Linked DNA regions of Anser cygnoides: region 1 is linked to region 2. The links are chromatin contacts, called in public Hi-C maps. All regions are on one chromosome and are shown on one strand. Each heading gives the region's core, a stretch centred on a gene start, on an enhancer-like site or on the middle of the called end of the contact. The rest is flanking DNA. Distances are from core to core; before and after follow the strand shown.

Region 1 (4,815 bases), core at 1,392-3,891, 39 kb before region 2:
GCCAAAGGGCAGGGGCCGGCTCCCGGCCGCCGCTGCCGCCCTCGGGGCGCCGGGGCCTGAGGTAACGCGGGAGGGAGCCTCGCGTCTGTCTGTGACAGATTAACGCGCTTCTCCTGTTTGTTTTTCTTTACCAACGCTACTGTTCGTTTGTGCTGTGTGATCGTGTTTGCCTGGGGGAAAAAAAAAGATAAAAATATTTGAGGAAAATGTATGGAGTGGGTCTATAAACTCCTTCACATCCATGTTGTGAGCACTGAGTAGCACCACCCTGCTTAAACTGCGAAATAACTTTTATGTGGGATTTATTCCTCCACAGGAAAATCCTAGACCTCTATCCCAGCACTGCGACAGCCTCCAAGCGTGCTAAATCCACAAAGGAGGTAAGAGAAACTTGTCCTTTTCAGAGTATTTTGTTGTAATGCAGAGATGATGCCAGAAATCTGCATAGTAAACACAACAACAACAACAACAACATGCAACAAAACAGCTCATCAAATACAATTTATAATTATTAGCACTAGCTTCAGATTATGGATATGAATCACAGCAATCAAGTCCAGAGTTCACAAACGCGTAATAAAATGTACTGACTATAATGGTGCACGATCTTCTATGCAGACATGGGAATTTGGGCAACAACGGTGAAAGAAATGCACAACATCTTTGGTGTGTAGCTTGGCAATTGATCCGTGAGTGAATTTGATTAGAGAGAGAAGTGTTTTCTAGTTCTCCTGAGAGCTCCCTTACATCCATCCATCATTACAGCACTGCTTGGATTTAAGCTTCCATTGGTTTTTCAGCCACAATGACAGCTCTTCAAACTCAGAGCTAGATTTAGACTGGAATAATGTATTTTACTGGAATAAACAGCCACATGTGTATGTCTTCATATACAGAAATAGATGTTGCAGACTGACGTGTACGATTGACCTATGTCAATTAAACGTTAAAAAAAAAACGTGTCTGACAAAATGCTTCAAGGGAAGATTTAGGAGGGCACAAACACAGCTGTCTACTCTACTGACAACCAGCGTGAGATGAAGAGCCTAATTTATTTCAGAAATGTACTGGAAATAAGACTTTCATTTGGGGGCTATTAATATCAAGCACCATGAAAGATGGAAACAACGAATTCTGATACATGCTCCCCAGTGGGCAGAGTCAATTAATCTTGTAGTATATGAGCTCTAAACTACGATTAATATGCAGAGTTGTAAAAAATACTACAAACAGAGCCTTACATTTCCAACACCTTGTAAGCTATGAAGTTAGTAAAGAATATGAAATGTCCTTCTCTCTCCTGAAGACTACTATTCCTCTGGAAGCTTCAAAGTCAAAGTGTGGTGGGTAGGACTTTGCAATACAAACAGCTTTGCCGAACCATGTAGAAGGAATGCACAAGTTATGTGAATCACAGGAAAAATCATCACTTTTTAGGTCAGCGATACGGTATCTTATGTTTCTGATAGGATTTAGTTTTATTAATTAGTCAAGCAGAAAGAATTTTTTTCCTGAAAACAGAAGCATGAGTAGACAATAGACAACTGTGAAAACAATGTAGATAGATAAAGCACTTGTACAGCACTGTGTGTTCAATAACAAGGATAAATGTGTTCTAGGAAGGCACAAACCAATGCATCTCTAGACACCAATATGGGAAAGCACCTGCCCTTGCTCTGCCAGGTGGCCCAACCTCTGCGCTTGTTGCTAATAAGTAAGATGGGGACTGAAGGCTTCGGGAGTTTCCACTGTGCCCTACAGAAGTGCTCCCAAGACTACAATGACCTTGTCACCATTTGGAAGACAAGGAAATGGCAATTCTTCCCCTTCCTTCATCCTCCACACCTGCATGGAGATTGTAGCTCACACCATAGTCTGCTTCTATGTGTCCTAAGTAGGCTGACACGAGGACAGAGGACCCTCACACCAGCACCCCATCATCGCATCCACAAGGATCAGGCACCAGAGGCAGAGGATGGCTGTTTCACACACACCTGTGCATACCCACATGAGTGCCTGTGGGGCAGACCCACCAGGGAAGATTTATTTCCAGTTAGTCTGCAAAAGCAATGTGGAAATAATCATAGTAGCATGTTAATTTATCCGTTAAATACTTTTCAAGACATTTTAACCAAAACAGGCCTTATTTTCATCTCTGGGGGAAAGTTTTAGCAACAATATTTAGCTATTACTTTTCCAAACTGCCCAATCTTTTTGAAGCAGTGTAACTTCAATATTGTCTTGTGGCTCTGATTGAAGGGTACGGTCATTCATTTCTAGACACTCCTAGCATTTGTCTAAAATGTTGAGAACAATCCCTATATAAATACAACTATTACAATCATTATTATTTTTGTAAGGTTAAATAAAACAGATTTGCCAATCTTTGAATTCAGGACTCTGAATACTGCCAATCCAGAGCAGGAACTGCAAGGTTTTGCTTCAGGTATGGGTGAAAGAAAGAAAACACCTTACCTCCAAACTCCCTAATAGTAATAATCTCAAGGATTATTTGCTTTGTTTTCAAATGTTTGCATAACTTCTAAAGATAAAGATTAAAAAAAAAATTTACTCTGAGGTAGCCTTAGATTTAGCACGGCTGTATTATAGCTGCCTGACCATGCTGCGTGGTATTACCATTTTTTTATGATAAAGAATAATTAGCACCATAGCACGCTGGAGACTTCATCGGGAAAATAAAGACAGAACAAATGCTGAGAGTTTGTGTCCGTGCTTAGGTCAAAGGTCATCAGTTACAGTTCTTCCTCACAAATCTGCTGTAATCCTCTTTTTCAAATCAATAACCAAGCTCATGCCTGGCCCAAGCTCAAGGCCAGCCCCATTTAACCAGAGGAAACCAGAGTCCCAGTTCCCACCCTCTGCGTAGTGAAAACAGCCCCTAGCAGGAGAACCCTAACCATTCTTGCCCTGAGCTCTCATCTCTGCAGTGACTCTACCCTTACTCTCCTCAAAGTTCTCTCTTTTCCTTCAACCTTATTTATGGTGCCAGAATGCCATTTATACCAAAAATCACCTGGTCCCTGAGGCTGCCGGGTGCACCACAACCTCCCCCTTCTTCCTCTCCCTCCTCAAAACCTACTCTTCTCCTTCATCATCCATAATCATTTATGGCTCACCATCACTTCCATAGCTGGCCAGCAGCAGCAACAGAGAGCACTCCCAAGATATTAAAGCAAACACTGATGACAACTATCGGGAAAAAAAAAAAAAGATTTAAAAGCATCAGCCTTCCATTTACTGCACCGCAATCACTACACTGGTATTCCTTCCAACTTTACCTCGCGATACCCTTGCAGACCTAGCTGCATTAGTGCCCAGCAACATGAGCAAAGCTTGCAAAGTTAAGCCCTGAAAATGAATCCACTAACGTAGGAAGTTGGGGGCTAGCATTAAGAGCCTCATTTTACTTTCTTAGTTATCTTCTCCCTTGTCACCTACAGCGATAGGGAGCAGCTAACAGCAGGGCACTGAACTCTAACCCATTACGCATCTTCCAAAATTGCTTAAATCTCTAACAGCATGTCTGCACTCGTCAAAATTAAAGCAGAAGTCTTGATTAAGAGAGAAGCAAAACCAGCTAGTCTTCTTGACCTGAAATGAAAGCAAGAAAAAAAAAATAACCATTAAAACCAGTGAAGCAATGCCAAGCCCTATTTTGAACAAAAGGTAAACTTTTAAGTCTTCTCAACTGAGCTGTGAGTACATCATATAGGAAATTGTAAAAGCAGCTTAATTTTTCCAGCTCTGGACACCATGATCTGTGTCCCTAGACACTGGTGCTCTCAGTCCTAACCTATAATGTGGTCTAGGTTAGAAATTCCCATCTTCATAGCAAAGTCAACCCTGGCAAAAGATACAGATAAATGACTCAAATGTATGCAGGGTAAATATGTTAGAAATGCACTAAAATGCAACACAATATTCCACCTTCAATTGTATCTTTCAGCCCTGTAAAAAACAAGTAATTATCTTTCCTCTTCTGGTAGATAAGTAAGAAAGTATTTGTTACTTGCTCAAACCTGGGTTTGAAACCTCCAGTTTCTACTTCCTTACATGCTTTGAGAAACTGAATTTATAAAAATGCTTTCAGTAAAACCATATCCTTATTTCTGAGAATTCTTCATAGAGCCAAAAAAAATGATTAAAAACAAAAACAATTCAAAAAAAAAACTCAGTTCATACATTTACAGAAAAGTTTTGTTTTGAAGTTTTATTTTCTGTAAGTAATCCCTTTAAAATGAATACAGTACATTGGAGAGGAAGAAAAACAAGTAGCAAACCCTGGCTAATGAGCCCTAGAAAAAAAACAGGTTCTTAGAAACTACACAAGTCTTTTTTTTTTTGAAAACCTGTCTATATTATTCATCTGGGCTCTCTCCAACTGGTGCCACACCAAAAGGCTGAGATAGGAAGGTGCCAACATCTCTTGCTAACTTTGAATTATTAGTGTTTAACCACTACTGCTGTTACTTGCATTAAGATAGTGTCTTAGGTTCCAGTGAGGAGCAAAAACTGCTTGCTGTTCTGTAACCATACAGGACAGCAAAACGAAAAGAGCTTGCTGAGTAGGAATAGATTAAAATACGGCATCTTTTCGGCTGTTGCAGCATATGTTTTAGATAGCATACACTCCCAAACAACTCCCAAGCCAGTGCTACATCAAGCTAACTGAAGTTTTAAACCATTTCATCTAACCACAGCCTCTGTCCATGTATTTTTGCAAAACACTTCAAATGAATTAATTTAACTTTGCAAGTTATCCCCTAGCAACCAATGGTCCTTTGTTGTGTCTCT
Region 2 (4,571 bases), core at 1,302-3,801:
TTTCCCTAACAGCACAGTCGTGGTTAAGCAGAGCTCGGTGTCAGCTTGATGCCAGCTGCCAGATCCTGCCTTCAGATGTGCCCACATACCTTTACCCTGGCAGTGCAGGAATTACTTTGTTTCCTCTCTGTCTCTTTCTGAAGCAAAGACTTGCTCAGTTGCTACACTAGCACAGACACCAACCATCTAAGTGCTACAAACAGACAGCAATCTATGAAACCCTGCCACTGAAGCCATGTTACGCTACAGCGAGCACAGGAAACACCAGGATGGGTTTGCTCACGAGGCACTGAGGAGCCGTCTCCTCGCTGCCACACATCGCCGTGGAAAAGCTTCAGAAGTTAAGTTAAAAGCAAGGTGTGACAGTGCCTATGTACAGCACTCAGAGAAAAGCCCGTGGACTCTGCTTACTGTGCTTTCAACCACACTATTTCCATATAATAGAAGCAATCTCAGTAATTATGACTACCTCAAGTCCATACCGCTGGCATACAGCATAACCGCCATATAAATACTAATAAATAAAAAAAAAAAAAACGTGTCATTTGAAACCCCGGATTGAGAGCTCTGGGGACGGGGGACCAAGGGGCAGGCCAAGTCTGTCCGCACATCTGCAAATGGTCTTGTTAGTAAATACACCAGCACGGTTGAAGAAGAGTTACATCATAACGTTTTTGTTTTTCCACAGGTGGGCCATCTCCCTCCCGGACAAGCCGTGCCACCTGCAACCAGAGCCCTTTCCCGGTGACCAGCACGCCTTCCCTCTGCTGCAGTCGCTCCCAGCCTCCACATCACACCGCAGGGCCTTACCGCCATCCCCGAACTCCATTCAACGGCTGGAAGCAGGAACGAAGGTCAGTGGCACCCGAGCTACCTCCCCGCGGGACACAGGTTTGGAACACGAGACATCAAAATAATGAATCCTTATCAATGCCGTAACTCTTAAAAATGAATTCTGCAAGCTCTCCTCATCTGAACGCCCCGATGAAGCACGCAACACTCCCCCGGGGGACGTGCTTGGCTGCTCACTGTTACCTGAAGCAGAGGCACTTTCGCCCACCGCCTCACCCGCGCACGCAGCTCGCTGCGCGCACCGCCGCAGCGCGCAGGTAACAGCTGGTGTGCAGCCATTCCCTAGCAAGCTGTTTTATTCCTCTTCCAGCCAGAGACACAACTGCTGCAAGAGGTGTAATAAAAGCGTATCGAGAACATTTCCTGGTTTTTCCCTCCAAAACCATGATCTTCAGGAATAAAGCAGGGAGGTGAGGGGAACGTCGGTTACTTTTCTCCCCGCAGCATACAGGGCTCTAAGGAAACCAATCTCAAAAACTTTGCTGGGAACCCCCTCAGACCAGTCAGTACTATTCACAGAGCTCCTCCAGCAGCGAGGCGCGGTTTCAGTGAGCCTCCAAGTCAGCATTTGCCAAAACAAAACGTCCAGATTGAGTGAAGACCACCGGAATGGCTAAGGAAGCGAAGCTTAATCCACCACTTGAATGAACCAGGTGGAAAAAAAGGGAAGGGAGCTTGCTTAAGTTTCCCGTCCCAACAAACCGGCTGACTGAGAAGTTTGCAACAACAACGTGCAAGAAAAAGAAGAAGGATTTTTAAAAACGGGGGATAGAAGCCCCAGCAGATCTGCTGCGGAAGGCAAGCCGAGCGTGCTCGCACCGCCGGAGATTTCAACATGGGGCTGAGGGAGGCCGGCACAAGCGGGAGCCGGGACCGGCCCCTCGGCAGGCCGGGGCCTCACGCACCCGCGGAGCCGCTCCGGCCGCCCCGGGCCCCTCAGGGGGGCTGCCCCCGGCCGCCGTCCCCGCGGGGCCTGGAGGGCCGGGAAGCCTGGGGCTGGATTTCCAGCGGCCCCCGCGCCCGGCCCGCAGCCGGCCGGCCGCGCTCGGCGCCTCGGCCCCCGGGGCAGAGCCGGCACCGCGCCGGGGCCCCGCGTCCCTCCGTGCCCGGCCGGGGACGAGGCGGCCCCCGCGGCTCAACCGCACCCCGCCGGGGGCCGCCTGCCGCCGCCGGGCACCGGCGAACAAAGGGCGGAGCGGGGCAGCCCGGACTTTTCCCTCCCCGCTCCGGGAAGCGCCATATTGATCGCGGGCGCCGCTCCCCGCGCCCCCCTCCGTCTCCCTCACCTTGGCGATCGCCTTCTTGTAGCGGGTGACGGCTTGCTGGATGAGGCTGAAAACTTTCATGTTCCCGTCCCCGCAGGGCACGACCACCCGCGTCCTCCCGAAGCACACCGTGACTTTCATCCTGCGGGGGTGTGCGGGGGGGTGCTCCCGCGTCCCTCCGGCCCCTCGCAGCCTTCCTCCTCCTCCTCCTCCTCCTCCTCCTCTCCGCCCTCCGCCACGGCCGCCCCCCGGCGGGGCGCGGCGCTCAGCCCCCGGCCGGCCCGGCGACGGGGGGACGGGGACACGGCAAGGCGAGGGGGCCCGGCGGCCGCCTGGCTGCGGAGGGGGAGCGGGGAGCAGCCGGGGGCCGCTCACATGCCGCTGCCCGCGGCCACCTGCTCGGCGCCTGCCCCGGCACAGCGGCGGTGGCGGCGGGCGGGGCGCTGGCGGCGCTGCCTCCCCGCTCCGGAGGCTCGGGGCATTGCAGCGGGGCGGGGGCAGCCCGGGAGGACCGGCGGGGAGCCCCCCTCCGAGCCGCCGGGGGCCGGCGGGGGGCTGAGGTGGCGCTGAGGGGCCGCGCCGGCGGGCCGCCGGGCTGGGTCGGGGTCCCGAGGCCGGGCTGGCGCTAGGGACCCCGTAAAAACCCCTGCTCCCCTCGGCCCGGTGTGGTTCTCTCAGGGAATGCTTGGCACAGCTCGCTGCGCCTTGACCCAGGCAGCTGCCTGCTAGCTGAACCGGAGAACCGCAAAGTAGCCCCAGTTGGAAGGGGCCCGCAAGGATCATCCAGCCCCCGGCTCCTGGGTCCGCACAGGACCACCCAAAAATCAGACCGTATGTCTGAGTATTCTCCCTCACATGTGTGAGTACGAAGAAACCAAGACACTAAACCACAGAGAATTTGGAAACGGAAGCTTTCTGCTTTCCCACCTGATGTCTGAGGAGAGCCACCACACAGAACCAGGTGCTCCTCGTGGTCCTTTGCGCTTCTGTTAGTGCGACAGAACCAACACAGAGTGAGGGGAGAAAACTGGTGCATCATCAGTAACCTCAGCATCGATGAAATCGCTGAGCAATTTTCTCCTCAAAGCACTCAGAAGTCAAAAGGTTTTGCAAATATCACTCGCGTTTTTTCATGGATTTCACCCAGGACAATGGAGTTGCACAGTTCACCGAACACTCGGTATGGGCTGACAGCGTATTGCTTTTGGGTATAAACGGTGAAATTCAAATTAACCGCAGAGTGAAGGTGGAGTTTGGAGGACAGCAAGGCAGGAAAAATGCTTTTTTTCCCCTGAATTTATTAGTGGTACCAGAGCACGAAGCAGTTGGTAGTCCACTCTGGTGCCCATAGGCAATAGTGTTAGTAACTTCCAGAACTTCAGACGTGATACAAATGGCAAAGCTATCGGCAGTTTTGTGGCTACACAGTTAAAGGGCAAAATTAATGATTTTCTTAAAACTTCAAGGGTGAAATTATTGCCTAATTAAGTCAACGGTATCATGAGAATGGCATCCCTAGCCCTTTGCATTCTAATTAGCACTTCCAAGTGAAGCAAGCAGAGTTGGTTTATACTGGTCCCTCAAATATCTGGTCCAATTTCCTTGAAATCCATAGATTTTTTTCCACTAATGGCAGATTTGGAAAGCTTCTGGACACACAAAGATGAAACAGTCCACGCAGTAGTCTACAGATGATTCTGCTTTGTTTAGATGTTAATTTTATTTCCATTACCCACCCGACTTATCTGAACTAATGACTTAGATGAGGATCTGAATTCTTTATGAGAAATGATACGGCTGCCTGTGAAAGCAGGAAAAAAAGCACACCTGCCCTATTATAATATTTTATCTTATCCCCAGCATTTCAATTCTGCGGAATAGAAAGGCAGCATGCAGGAGTTCAGAAAGGCAGAAATGAAATAAAACGGGAGTACACAGCTTCCAGCTTGCAACTGAGACAACTGAGCACACTCCACAATTTTATGGCCGTAGCCTATCAAATTTATTATTGGAAAACGTTGAAAATTTCCATTAACCTGCTGTTTTTGTACTTTCTAGGTGATCATAAGAGCTGCTGAGAACATACTGAGAGGATAAAAGAGTTATAAATCCTTGATTTAATAGGCATCATCTGAGAAACTTGCAGGAACAGCTGTAAAAATGTGAAGTCAATAGAGACTCTTCCAAGACATACTGCCTTTTAGAAGCAATTTTACAGTGGCATAGACTGTAATGATCAACATTATGTTTCGGCAGTCATTTGCATTTATCCACTGAAACATAATGTTGCGTATCAGGAGGAACTTTACCACACTGCTGTAAAACTTATTATTAATAGATACAGTTGCTGGTCAACAGTAATTATTTCACTGTTCCGACACTGCTACAGGTTTTTCATGTTTTCCTGTGATCTAATCCCAGCTCTTACTGTCTTTAGCAAGGTTCTTGGCAGTT

Evidence for each region. A called contact is a pair of places that touch in the nucleus more often than the background predicts.
Region 1: a contact with region 2 is called in a Hi-C map of liver, with 4 times the contacts expected there. The contact joins the enhancer-like site here to the promoter of PARD3 in region 2. A contact is called at or near these places in 4 of 7 Hi-C or Micro-C datasets (fetal liver and liver).

Annotation. Positions count from the first base shown.
Region 1 is chr2:14,866,422-14,871,236 of Taihu_goose_T2T_genome, reverse strand. All of the region lies in intron 1 of PARD3 (par-3 family cell polarity regulator), which reads right to left. Among named protein-coding and RNA genes, the nearest start is that of PARD3, 39 kb to the right of the region's middle. Within about 2 kb of position 2,641, at least 1 of the 3 cell types and tissues checked has open chromatin away from gene starts, as enhancers often do. A contact at or near this core is called in liver, where this site is marked.
Region 2 is chr2:14,827,635-14,832,205 of Taihu_goose_T2T_genome, reverse strand. PARD3 (par-3 family cell polarity regulator) reads right to left here and starts at 2,551. Exons shown (of 23, transcript XM_066991516.1): 1 at 2,139-2,551. The coding sequence starts at 2,258.